Regions from separate parts of the Mus musculus genome. Here region 1 is linked to region 2. A link is a contact called in public Hi-C data. All regions are on one chromosome and are shown on one strand. The core of a region is the stretch at or near the end of the contact, and the rest is flanking DNA. Distances in the headings are between cores, read along the strand shown. Region 1 has its middle 32 kb from the start of Gm41032. Region 2 holds the start of Otp (orthopedia homeobox).

What was found. A called contact is a pair of places that touch in the nucleus more often than the background predicts.
Region 1: a contact with region 2 is called in a Hi-C map of epiblasts, with 9 times the contacts expected there. The contact joins the enhancer-like site here to the promoter of Otp in region 2. A contact is called at or near these places in 2 of 39 promoter capture datasets (cranial neural crest and second pharyngeal arch cranial neural crest), 12 of 484 Hi-C or Micro-C datasets (cerebellar granule neurons, cerebellum, cerebral cortex and 3 more) and 1 of 115 datasets of contacts at active chromatin or transcription factors (astrocytes).

The regions. Positions count from the first base shown.
Region 1 is chr13:98,500,975-98,507,077 of GRCm38.p6, reverse strand. No RefSeq gene overlaps it. Among named protein-coding and RNA genes, the nearest start is that of Gm41032, 32 kb to the left of the region's middle. Within about 2 kb of position 2,682, at least 75 of the 459 cell types and tissues checked have an H3K27ac peak or open chromatin away from gene starts, as enhancers often do. A contact at or near this core is called in epiblasts and second pharyngeal arch cranial neural crest, where this site is marked.
Region 2 is chr13:94,869,957-94,876,948 of GRCm38.p6, reverse strand. Otp (orthopedia homeobox) reads right to left here and starts at 1,313. Exons shown (of 3, transcript NM_011021.4): 1 at 1,143-1,313. The coding sequence starts at 1,179.

The sequences.
Region 1 (6,103 bases), core at 1,433-3,932, 3.6 Mb before region 2:
ACCAGAGTGGTGGAATATTTGACCAATGATCATTGGAAAGAGGTATTCCAAAGCATTAGAAGGTCCTAGAGAGACCTATGAAGAGAATGGAAGGAGCAGGACTTCTGGCAAAGAGAATGGGACAAATAGGTACTTGAGGTTGGGGAGGGGTTGGAAGCAGAGCTTATCAGGAGGAAGTGTAAGGTAGACAGGCAGAGTGACAAATACTATCAACCCACTCACCAAGCAACCACTATCAACCAAATCAACAACTAACCAGTCAACCTAGTAAGGAACCAACTCGAATAACTGACACCCATCTAATGTGATGGATGTCCTCACTGGGGGAGGATCTCTTCGACCATCAGCCTGGTTAAGTATTGGCAGAGTAAGGCCAAGGAAAGTTGGAGGTGGCAGAAGAGCTGCTAAGCAGAGGAGGTCCTCTCAGCGGCTTGGAGGCATCAGGAAACACATAGGTGTCAGAGGGGAAAAGCAAGGCACAGGGCAAAGTGATAGATAAGTCTTTTAAAAAACTACTTTCTCTAGAATTACTCACAAAAGACAAACAGTAGTTGCCCCCAGTGACAAAAAATTAGCGGGGGCTGAGGAACAAAACTAGAATATTTTCCTATTCTACTTGTTTTGGCTCTTTTCAATAATTGACCTCCTTTCTTACAAAATAAAACCTTAAAGTGTTGTCAGTTGGGGTCCTGGTAGCTTGCTGTGGTAGTGAAAACACCTGTTTTCACAGTGTGAAATTCGGGAGTTTCAGCCTGGGATTAGGCTAAAAAACTCTCAGTGTTTTTCTCCCTCCCACTTGTGATTGCCCAAGCAAACCGAAGCTCCTCCTCACAAGCCCACTTTCTGGTGCTTCTCACTTGATCGCCACTACAGTCTTCAGTGTTGTCTGAGATGCCCAAAGATCACGGACAGTTTGGCTAAGCCAACTCTTAGCTGGCACCAGGCTCAAATCCAGAAGCCAAGGGCCTGTGAATGGCAGAAAGCGGAGGAGAAAGTTCCCTGTCTCTGGCAGTGCTGGATAACCTTCCTTGCTTCTGCCTCAAGTCAAGCTGGAGGTGAGAGGCCACAGGTCCCACCGAGTCCAACCCCTGGGATATCCCCGCTCTTTAAACTTGGGGGAAGAGGCTCCAGTGGGTTTGGTGGCACATTGTGGCCAGGGGTGAACTAGCCCACTGGTCGTTGTCCACCGGACCCCACACGACCTCTGCCCTCTTCCACATACCTGCCCAGGTAGCTCTTTCATTAGCTAAATCCATTTAATTCATTAATTAAATCCATTGACTTCTACTCTTTCTGGAATATTCCACCACAGTCAGGTTTCCCTTCATGGCCTCACGAGGGAAGACATCGAGCCCTCTACAGCTGGCACAAAACAGAACTTCCCACCAGAGCAGAGGGGATAGCTTGGGAGGGACCTTCTAGGTAGTGCAGCTGGTCTGGGGTGGGGGGGCTGTGTCGCCTGCTTGTCGGGAGCTTGGTGCACCCAGGAACCATGCTGCGAGCAAGTGGAGGAGGCCTGGGAACCCCCGAGGCCGCCGGGGTGCACATCCTGCGGCCTTGGCTAGCTTCTTCCATCGGATGGGTACGAACTGGAACTGTCCTAAATGCACCCCCCCACCCCACTTATAGTCTGTTAAATTGACTAATAAACTCAACACAGCGTTTTCTGTGCGGCTTCAAAAACCTCCGTAATTTCGTTAGAAAACGTTGAAATCCAATCCCAAAGTATTCAGCCCAAATGTTTAGTTAAAGTAACCCCGTGGGTTAATAAACTAAACAAAGTCAACCCATGCAAAACTGGAGCAATGAAAACCAGGCTAGATAAACGAAGGGAAGTTTATAAGAACCCTTTCGGAGGAGAAGAAGGTTGGGGGGGGGGGGAGCACGAAGGCACTAGGCACGGAGCTTTAATGTGAAGCATGTGAGCCAGGCTCAGCTTACAGGTACTCGGCCCCTGGCGAAGGGCGCTGTCAGGCGGCATCGCCCAGCGCGGCCCGGGAAACCCTACCCCGCTGCCGCCAGCAGTCGGGCGGCACCGAGGTCCCCGCCCCGCCGTGCGCTCCGCCCGCCCGCACTGCCCGCGGGGACCTGGGGCGACGTTCGTTGCAGCAGACCGGGCGGCGCAGGCCGGCTCCCCAGGAGATGCTCTGTGCAACCCTAGAGGCTGAGCCCCGCTGTCCAGCGCTGCGGGGAGAAGGGCCACGCCTGCCCACCCTCCACTTTCCTCCAGCCCTGGCAGTGGAGTGACAAAGGCGAGCCGCGCCCTTGACCTCCCTCCCTCTAAGGAAGCTCTTGGGAAGAGAGGGGCGGGCTGTGGATCGCCCAGTTACAATTAGTTGCTTTTGCCTGAGCAGTCTGGAGCCGCAGCTCCGGAGGTGGGGGGCGGGGGGATGAGAGAGAGAGAGAGAGAGAGAGAGAGAGAGAGAGAGAGAGAGAGAGAGAGAGAGAGAGAGAGAGACTGAGAGAGACTGACTCTGGATAGGAAGGGCAGGTCAGAAACCAGGACGCCTTGTGTCGCTTTGGGGACTTGAGATGTAAAACCAGTTCATTCTCGGGTCCACCTCGCCCTCCTAGCTGGACGAGCCATCAAAAGAGAAAAGAACGGGGACTGGCGAAGGGGGTGTGGCCCCCCTCCCATCACTCTAACTTCCCTCGCCCCTCGGCCCTCGGAATTTCTAGGAGGGGCGGTCCCAGCCAGCCGAACCCATTCTGGGAGCTGTGCGAAGAGATCAGAGGCAGTACAGGTTCTCGGTTAAATGAACCTTCAGGCGGGGACAATGGCGCGGACCTCACACGGGGGCACCGTGCTTCGCCCCCATCCCCGCTCAGCTGCCCCGTTCTTTTATTCCACGAGGTGAATCCTCCGGAGTCTCCTACGGCCGCCCCGAACCAATGGGCTGACCCGGGAGAGCGCGGGACGCTCAGGAGATAGTTTGAAAGGAGGTGTGGGTTTTAATTTTTAAAGCGTATAATTGGAGGAGAGTTATTTTTTTTTCTTGGCCAAGAAGAGGCGGGGGTGGGGGGGAGAGAAGGAAGAAGAAAGGCAGGGGGGGAAAGTCAGGAAAAACAGAACGCATTTATCTATCAACCGCTAGACAAGACAAAGAGGTTTTAACAACAGTTTGAAAAGAGCGGCCTGTGAATGGTTACTATTCAATTTGTATTTTATTCCCCGCTGGTCATGGAATTGAGATCAGAAGAAAAAGTGAAAACACATGGCCGAGGTCAAGGGATCAGAGAACCACCACACACAGCAAAGGGAAGGGGAGGCAATGGGAACTCGTGTGAAGAAATGGATTATATAAACAGAGCTTACCATCGCCTGCGCCCCATTATCCTGTAATTTACCCTGCATGGGAGCATAGAAATATATTAAACTAGTGATGGCTCTTACCATTTCTTTACAAGCCAGCCTCGTGCCAATCAAGCCTACTATATACTTTGAGACATGTTTAGAATTCTTGAACTAATGTGTTTATTTTAAATATCACAGGGAAATTATTACATCACCAGAAAATAATGCCGGAGCGGGGGTCTGCCGCCCTTTTGAAGTCCTGTTTCAACGAAACATGATTTTAATTACATAATCACTTTGAAACTATAATTATACAATAAACGATGAGGATTAAGCGGGAAGTATAGACTACATTAAAAATTGCTTAGGTCTTGAGAAAACAAACTGAACATGAGGGGGGAAAAGAAAGAGATGAAACCCGAGGTCCTGGGGAGGGGGTTGATAAAGCCTACCACGGCTTTCCTCTGGGCTGCTGAGAGATGGGCGCCTGGGGCTTTTGGCCTGGGCTACAAGCAGACGAGTTTCCTAGTAAACGCTAGCTAATCCAAGACAGAATCAAAGAGTGATCCGGGAAGACGGCTCCGCGTTTGCTTGCTAAACTTTCTACACAAGAGCAAATGAAGTTGTTTGACATTCACGAAACGCTTTCGGGGCACCGGCAGTGCCCTGGGAGATTGTTTTGTTGGCCCTTCGCTTCCAGGAGGAAAAGCATCCAACAGAAATGGCGCCCGGGGTGCGGCGTTGCCCGCAAGGAGTTTATAAACAACTGTCCGCGGCCCCAGCGGGACTGTGAACGCCCTGGGGCTCACACGCAACCCTGCTTTCCGCCTGACACCAACTTCCTGGCCCTGCACTCTCCTCCTGGACTATCCCGGTCTCCTGTAGTTGCTTCAGGGTTCGCATTAGGTTTTCATGGAGGCCAAGGGCACGAACCAGATTTTTCCTCTAAAAGGTAAACTTGGCAGCTCCCTCCCTTTCGATTTTTAGGAGCTCCAGATCTGCAGAAACAGTAGTTTGGGAATCTGTGGACGCTAGCCTTACTGCCCTTCAGACCCGAGGCTATGTTCTGGAACCGGGTGACAGGGCTCTAGGCTAGGACCCGACTCTGCCTAGACGTAGGAAGCACAAGAGGAACAGAAATGGGGGCATGGGGACCGTGAACACCACAGACAGAGGCCAGAAGTGCCTTTTTTTTTTCTGTAGAATTCATTTTACCTCTTTGCTTCGCCAGCTTAGAGCGATGGGGAGAGAGCATAAGAAACCTCGCGAGTCCTAACCTCATCTTGTAAAGGTGAAATTTTATGGCACAGTTATTACTCACATTGCCTTGGTTCGCTTTTCTGACTTCGATGGATAAGTAAAGGGTTAAACACTACCACCCCAATATCAGCCAAGAGGGGCACTCCTGCTTTTTGTTTTAAGCCCCTGATGGCTAAAGAAAGTGGGATGTTTCAATTCAAGCGCGAGCGACCCAGGGGATGTTTTCAGCAGAACTCAGAGGTGAGGCTTGGGGAGCCAGCTGGGGAAAGTGACAGTAAGCATTCTGCCTTGTTCTCGCTTGCCCCCCCCAGCCCCCCCCCCACCCCGTGGTGGTTGCTCAGTTCTGACTCATTAATATTAAGTCACATCAGTCGGCAATGGACCATCAACAACCAAGGAAAAAAATAACGAAAGAGAAATAGAATAGTTCACCCGAAGAGTCCTACTGTGAACGTGTTTATTCTTCCCTTTCCTAAGCCCAGGATGTAATTTTCTCGCCGCCTTCTTGCAAACAAAAGTGCTGGACTGGCCTGACAGTGCTAAGACCCTTCCAAAACCCCAGGGAAATTACCAGTGGGCACTAAGTGGGGGGGGGGCTGATTTTTATGGAGTCTGAAGGGCAAAAAGACAGTTCCCTCTGAGGAGGAGCATGTTGAGAACGGGAAGGGTTAAAGAGCAGGAGGAGCAATAGAAGGGGGAGATAGATCCTTGGGAGCAACAGTGACTGTGATAGGTACTATTTATCCACCACTTAGTAATACAGGAGATCTTTCTATACTTCCTCAGCTGTCAACAACTGTCCCCGGCCCCTACTGCAACAGCTACTTGATCAGTAACACCAAACATGTATGATGTTTCCTGTATGTTCTCCACTGTGGTGCCTGGCATCCCCCTCTTCCGTGTGTCACACGAATGTGTAGGGATAGCCTGATCCCAGTTAACAGATGAACAACCTAAGCACCCAGAGATTATTTGATCTGTCCTCGGCCAGATTACATTGGAACCCAGAGTGGAGTTCTTGCTCTAGACAGCATCCCCAACGGAAACTGAGAGAAACCCAGACTTATCTGAGGTTCTAGCAAGGGCAGTCTATATAACCAGGACTAGAATCTTAAGAGTAGTCATTTCACCCAGTGAATCACTAGTCCTGAGAGCCATGGATCACATGCTGGACCAAGAACCATCAGCACGGACTCCTTGTTACTCTGGAGAGGCTGGGCGGACGATGGAATGACCAGCGAGACACTGAGCTATTTCTTCTTCCAGGGCCAGATTCTCTCCTAGCCAAGGAAGTTCAGGTCTCTCTGACACCCCGGTGCAGCCCTCCTCGAAGTAAGAGGGCGCAAGGGCTCAGGGACCCCTCCTGCCAGATGCAGAGCATTGGGAGGAGGGTGATTGGGCGGTGCAGGATTGGTGCAGTGCCTGCAGAGAGATAAGGCTCTACTGCCTTTTACAGACGCTGATTGTTTAGACCTCAAAAATCAGGTGATGGGCGCCACATCTCATAGGGGTTGTCACCTGCATATCACTCTCCCAGTGCACGGAAAG
Region 2 (6,992 bases), core at 64-2,563:
CAGCTAGGTTGAAATAGCATCTCCTGGCCTCCTTCTCTCCACAGCCCGCTCTGGTGCTTCACAGCTCCGGCCTTCGTGTCTCCCACAAAACAAAACAAAAAACAAAACAAAAACAAAAACAAAAAAACCACTCCCAGGCCTGACAATGAAACACACCCGAGTCCTTTCACTAACTGTAACCCTGGTGTCCCAGGAAACCTTGAGAAAATTCTTAGTCGGGTGGTGCGGGAGAAAAAGAAATCAAGAGAGAGCCTTTGGAGGCTGCTCCTCCTGAGCAAAGGCGCTAAATGAACTCTGGCCAATTCCCTCTGACTTTCGGAAGATGAATATGTCTCCAAGCCTTCCACCTCTCAAAATAAGCCCAAATCAGCTCCGCCTCCCCCTCAAATCAGAGAAAGTGTTTGGGAAACGGAGTCACATCCATCACTAAAGCTCCCCAAGCCTGAAGCCCAGAACTTGGTAACCCAGATAGCTTCAAAGAAATTTAAGTAAACTCTATAGCCATAACAGTGAATCAAACTTTAGAGAATTCAACTTTTCTCTCCCGAGAAATAAACGGCTCGTCCCTCCCCGTCACTGGTAACACCGAGTCCCTTGTAGAAGGCAGGGATGCCCGAGAGGATGAGTTGGGCTTTTCTTCTCAACCAGCACACTTAGCAAATCCACCTTCATACAGCGGCTTCTCCTTCACAAAGGAGAAGATTTTTTTTTAAAAAAAGAAAACAAATTTAAGCACACTTAGAGGAGAAGGTGATGATAGAAAGGAAGAAGGGGAAAAAGGGATGAAAGAAATTCCAAATCAAAGCAAACAAGAGTGGAAAAAGAGAGAAACACCTCCAAACAAATTATCGCGGGCTAGAACTCCTTCCAAAAATAATAATATTAATAATGAAGGGGAGAGAGAAAGAAAAAAATAAGAAAAACAAAAAGGTGTCAGCATCCCCAACTCCGTTTTGTTTTGGAATCTACATATTCCATAGATTTTTTTTAAGACGATGTTAAATCAAATTAAACTTTAATACAGCACAATTACTTTTAAAGAAATTAGTCCATTTAGGGCGCATTAAGGTAAAATAAGGAACAAATTGACAATTTCCTGCCCCGGCTTCTCCTGGCTGCCCGGGTGAGAGGCGCTCACTCACCTAGCCTGGCGTCCAGGAGGTCGGCGTGAGACAGCATCGCGCACCGCTCCAGGGCGAAAGCTGTTCCCCCCCAAATTTTAGCGGCTTTAAGTTATTTAAAATAGATATAAGCTATAAGCTATACGATATAGATATATATAGATCACCTAAATGAAAGAAAATTCGGTTTGTGGTTAAAAAGGGGGCTTCTTGCATTATAATGTCCTTTAGAGAGACGGGGAGGTGCTTAACAGATGAATGAACCCGTGAGCAGCTCGGCGAGGGGACCAATCAGGAGGGCAGCCTGCAAATGTCAGCGCCCGGAGAGTCCCCCACTCCGCCCGCCCGCCCGCCTGCGCCTGCCGGGAGGAGGCGGCGGCCGCAGCCCAGGCAGCTCCAGCCTCCAGCAGCCGCTAAAGCAGCAGCGGCCACCTTGGCCTCGCCCTGGGCCTCTGGGCCGAGCCTCGGTCAGTTCTTCCCAGAGATTTTCTCCGGGCACATCTCCCCTTTCCTTGTCCTGCCTTGCTCGCTTCACAGGCTCTGTGTATCAGAGCTAGGGTGTCCCTGGAACGGGGGCAGTTCAGACACCAAAGCAGGACATGACCTCTGCATGACCTGAGAGTCGCCACCCCCAGCCCACACACATCCCACCGCACCCGCGCCCCCGCTGCCCCTGCTCGTGCCAGCTAGGGGACACTGGACCGCGGTAGTCAAAGCCCTAGCTCACCAGGCAGCCAAGCTACCATCTCTAGAACGACCCTAAATTTCTGCCACTGTTCTGCAGGCCTTCTCTAGAGACCCAGACTCTGGCCTACTGAGCCCCAATCCCATTGCAAGCCTAGAAAATAAAGAGGAAGTTGCCCCCCCACCACCACCCCGCCAAGGTCCCCTGTCCGCTTTGGGGGAGGGGGAGACTTCATGAAGTGAGCCTTCCTCCAGAACTCCAGAAGCTGCGTTCCAGGGCCACCTGCCCGATAGGCCTACACTCTCACCCAGGTCCCAACCTGCTCTTTCGGTCAAAGTTTCTAAGTTCAGCTAGACGACCAAAGCCACTTAAGGCAGTAAATAAAGTTAACCGCTCTTTATTTTCCTCTTGGATGTGTTAAACTACTTGAACAATTTAAAGTGCTTTTGCACAAGTGAAGCGAACCATTTCTAATGTTCTGATTTTTCAGAGCCAGCCAACAACAAAGTTTAGATTAGTAATATATTTCTAACCAGAGTAATTTTCAAGATCATTAGGCATTTATGTAATTAGTGCCAAATCTATAAGCTTTTATTACGATTATTAGAGTAAAATCAGTATAAATTTGTACTAATTTACTACTGTTTAGACTTGGCTGCCAAGCCCAGAGGTTCTTATTGTAAATGATAACTGAGGAAATTAAGTGCAAAATTCTGTACCGTTTCTGATCTGCTCCCAAACAATCCGTTTCAATTGTATTTGCAGCAGAACATGATGCCCCTTTAAAGTTATTTGACTTGTATTTTTATTTGCAACACAAGAAAAATGCCCTCTACCCAAGGCAAAATGAAAACTGATATTTACTGCTCCCAACTTGATTAACATTGATTTTTAATTCGAGGGTGATGCAATTAAGATTATTCATTTAGTGCAAATAAAGCTTCCACAAAGGGTGGCCCTCTGAAGTCTGTTTTAAATAATACCGAACAAATGGCTTTTTTTGTTCGTCGCCCAATTGACTTACACAAAACATTGAAAATGCTGCCCGAGAGCAGATGCGAGGGTGTGTGTGTGTGTGTGTGTGTGTGTGTGTGTGTGTGTGTGTCTGTGTCCTTTACTCTGTGTGTGACAGGGAAGAGCAAGGAGACAAAGGAGGCGGCGAAGCAACTCTGGGGCAGTTTTGTTTCCTCCTCGTCCTCAGCCCTTTTCAAAGTCCTGCGGTGCCCAACCCGGGTGCGCGCGTCTGCACCGGGGCACACTCGCTTGTGAGTGCAGGGTCTGGGCTACGTGGGTGTCGCAGAGCGCCGGAGAACGCTCACTCCGCAGCTCGGGACCTGGCGGGGCTGCAGTGGCCGCCGGGCAGCGGGTACCAACCGGGCCTAGCAGGAGCTGGGCGCCGCGAAGCCGGGGGTGCGCTCTAGGAGGAGCCTAGGCGACTCTAGCACGCCTGGGAGCCTCGGGGGCTTTCGGCCAGCGCCTGGTGTGCTATCCAGAACGGTTTTTCCTGAAAGGGAAATCCCAAGCCCTAAAGCAAACCGAGCCCCTCTGGTAGCAGCTTGATTTTCTCTATACACCTCCCACTCCCCATTTTGACAACTCGGCCGCGATCAGCAGGAGGGGACAGTTCAGCCTTCCAGGGCGGGACTGTACGCTCTGGACCTGGCACAAGAGCACGCACCTGGGACTGCCCCCGGGTTTCAAACTACCAAGGAGGGGTTTTCTGGGTATTCAGGCCTGAAAGGCAGGTAGAGGTGTAGTCAAGTGGCTAAAGAAGGAACCAGAAGGTGGAGTACAGAAGGTGGAATAGCGGTCGCCTGCTCGGTAGAAGAGTCTAAGAAGTCCGGTCCTGCGGTGACCTGGCTGCTTAAGTGAGAGACTTGAGAGGTCACCTGGGAAGAGAACAGGCGCGAGCTTACAAGTGTGTGCTCACAAGCGCTGGTGCCCGCTCCCGCAGCAGCCCTGTATCTGCTGCCTTCCTTGCCTGGCGTCCTCACATGTACTCGCTCGTATATTCTGCTTTGTTGTATCTTTCAGGTCGATAAATAAATGTGTAATAGTTAATGTGAAGACACATCAGAGTAATAACAATGGGACAAAATCAAAGGATTATCCATCTCTGTTAGTAACCACTGAATAACAATGTTGCAGCGTGATTGATAGCCCGCTTCATTTTATGACTTTTCTATTGGTCTTGATTTTTATAGCAGTGTAAACAAACTAAATCATTTCTTCCAAGACTTCAGAGCACAAGCACCTCAGAGAAGGGAGGGAGGGAGGAAAGAGGAAAAAAGAAAAAGGGAAATCTGAGAATGGGAGGGGGTGACGGGGCAGCTTGGGGGCGTCGCGGTGGGGAGGGAGCGAGCTGGAGCCGGGACCTGGCAGCCAGCAGGCGTGGCAGGGAAGCAAAGAGAGTCCGTGTGTGAAGTGGTTGCCCCCACGCCCCCACTCCCTGTTCTCGCTCTGCAACTCGGTTTGGCCAATGTCTGAATCCACCTGGGCAGCGTGTGAGATGTATTTACCAGAGTTTTATTCGCCATCATCTTCCCACGTTCCTGGGGCAGCCGGGAAAGTGCCGGTCAGGCCCATTGCTGTTGATAATTCAAAGCATTTCCCACATGATCATGGGAACTGAAGTCCCTAACAAGGCGAGGCTTTAGCGCAATGGCCCCCAAATCTTCGGAATGACAAGAATGTCTTCAGAAATCACTTCAAAGCAAAGTAAAAGGATTTTCTATGACGGATCCAGTGATTTTTCCTCAATAAATAGGTTTTAGATTGTTACACACACGTAGAAGTGGAACAAAGGGAACTACCAGAAAATATATTGGTTGCCCCTAATAAAATTTATTTAGACAGTTTACTTCTCATAAAAAATAGAGATTGAATTTTGTACAAGAGCCTGCCAAGGGACGATGCACCGGGAAGTCTTTTTTTTCTTCTTCTTCTTCTTCCTACCCCCCTCCTTTTAAAGAAAGCACAAAGGGCCTTTAAAGGCCAGGGAACTGGCTCCTGGCTCCCTTGGCAGGAGCCCCAGACCAAGGAGAACTTGGTAGTTCCATGAGAAGTCGACTTTGGAGGAGAGGTGTTTGTTTAAAAAAAATCTTATAGCTATGTAAATTATAAGTACACCCATTATACAAACAATGCCGCTCCACTCTGTTTGACATCCAATTCGGAACAAGTCTTAGAAATAAGGTGTAGCTGGACCAGGCAGGGGAAGAAGATGGGAGGGAGAGACCCACCGGCAACAAACCCGAAAGATGGATTTATGCAGATTAGGTTTAAGATTCTGATTTTTCTCTCTAATTGTGTTTCTGCTATCATTGCAAATCCTTTGTCCAGACAGAGACAGGGAAAATAAAAATATATAGAGGGTTCTCCAGGAAGAATTGGGTAGTATGCCCAGAGCCCTAATTGCTTTTTCCACTTACAAAAATCTCGGGTGTTTGTTAAATGTAACTGTAAGCTGCTTGTGTTGTTTGTAAACAGCTCTTTTCTGTGCAGACAGTGGGCTGAAATATGGCGCGTTATTATTCACATTCCTGCTATTAGATGCTGAATTGTAACATTGTTCCCTTTAATGAGAAGCGCCTCCCTCAATAATTAACGATCTCACATTTTCCTATTTTCTTGCCTGATGAAAAGAATCAATTTTAATTCGTGGTAAATTACAGCCATGCTTTGGGGTATTATTTGCTTACTGAAAACAAATCAAGTGACTTGAACACTCCTGTTTACTTTTCCAGATATGCAATAACCCAAAAGCAACTGTACATCAGATCGCATCGCTCAGGCGCACTTCAGAATGGAAGAAAAGATTAAAACGCAGGGAGGGGACGCAAAGGAGGTGCGGGGGGGGGGGGGGGAATGCAGGGAGGGAGAACCAGACCCAAAACATTTGCAACAATGGTGACCAGGATTTCTCAGATCAACCTCAAAAGCCCGAAGTGGTGCTTCCCCAAATCTCAGTGTCCATCCTGTTCTGGTAAGGGTCCTTCAATCACATGACCATCCCGGAATTTCAGACTGCTCCAGCGGCGGCTCGTTCACCGGAGTGGGTAGGTAGAACAGGAGCTGAGAGAGCAAAGGGCGCTTCCACACTCCTCTGCCTGAGATAACTCTAGGAGTCGCCAGCCAGAGACCACAGCCAAGGAGGATTCGGTTGAATGCCCCTGCCGGTCCACTGCAAAAACTCCTTCCTCTTCTGGTGGGGCCTCTTCAGGGCAGAGAGAAGCATCTGTAATTCTTAGTCAAACAGGCACGGGCCTAGCTCAAACCTCAAGACCTCCGTAACTCCGGAGCTGAGAGACCTGAGGTCAAGACGCACTTAGCCTGTATTGTCTCCAAACAGAGCCGACTTAATCTAAAGGAAAACAAAAACAAAAACCTTGACTACAGACCCAAGCTCTCAATATTCTTTTTTCTTCTTCCAACACTGAGAGCAGGGTTTCATACATGACCTGTGCACTTGTGTATGCGCTTTTGTGAGCAGTGCACTGCAGGTCCATTGCTTGGTCACCTACAGGGCCCGCGTTTGCCAGTGGCGCTCAGAAGCAAGAAACCTGGCTCAAACTAATGTCATAACCCGGGAGCTTGAGGCAATACAGGAAGTGATGGATGGATGGTGGATTGATGGATGGATAGATAGATAGTTTTTCTTTGAATACGTTTGCACACGTTTGCTTTTGCAAACTAAAAGCAGATCTTCCAGACAGTCCCCCTGCGTGATTCTTCAAGAGCTGAACCGCCAAGACCCTAGCTTGCTTCTTTCTCTAGTCTTCCCCTTCTGCCCACTGCCGCTCAGAGGCCCTCAGTGCAGAAACAACCACACCAGACAATGACGAATCAGTTCCTGCCTTGTGGCTGTACTGTTTATCCTAGCTTCCCTGGCATTGCTGTTTGCCCTGTTATTTTAATGGGCCCAATTAGCCACCCGGAACATAATAAGTGGCACACGGGTTTTGTTGCATGTGTTAAGTTCGTTGCTTTTCTCATCTCTATTTACTTAGGATAAATAATCGTGTATCCGTTATTCAGTTAGGTGACAAGGCTAGTAATTGGAATAAGAAGGAAAAAAGTCTCATCCTTATACTCTTTCTATAACTAGATATAGCGCTAATAAGACTGCATCAATCTTATGTAGCAAATAAATAAAATAGACAAACAAACAAATTTGCCTCCAACAA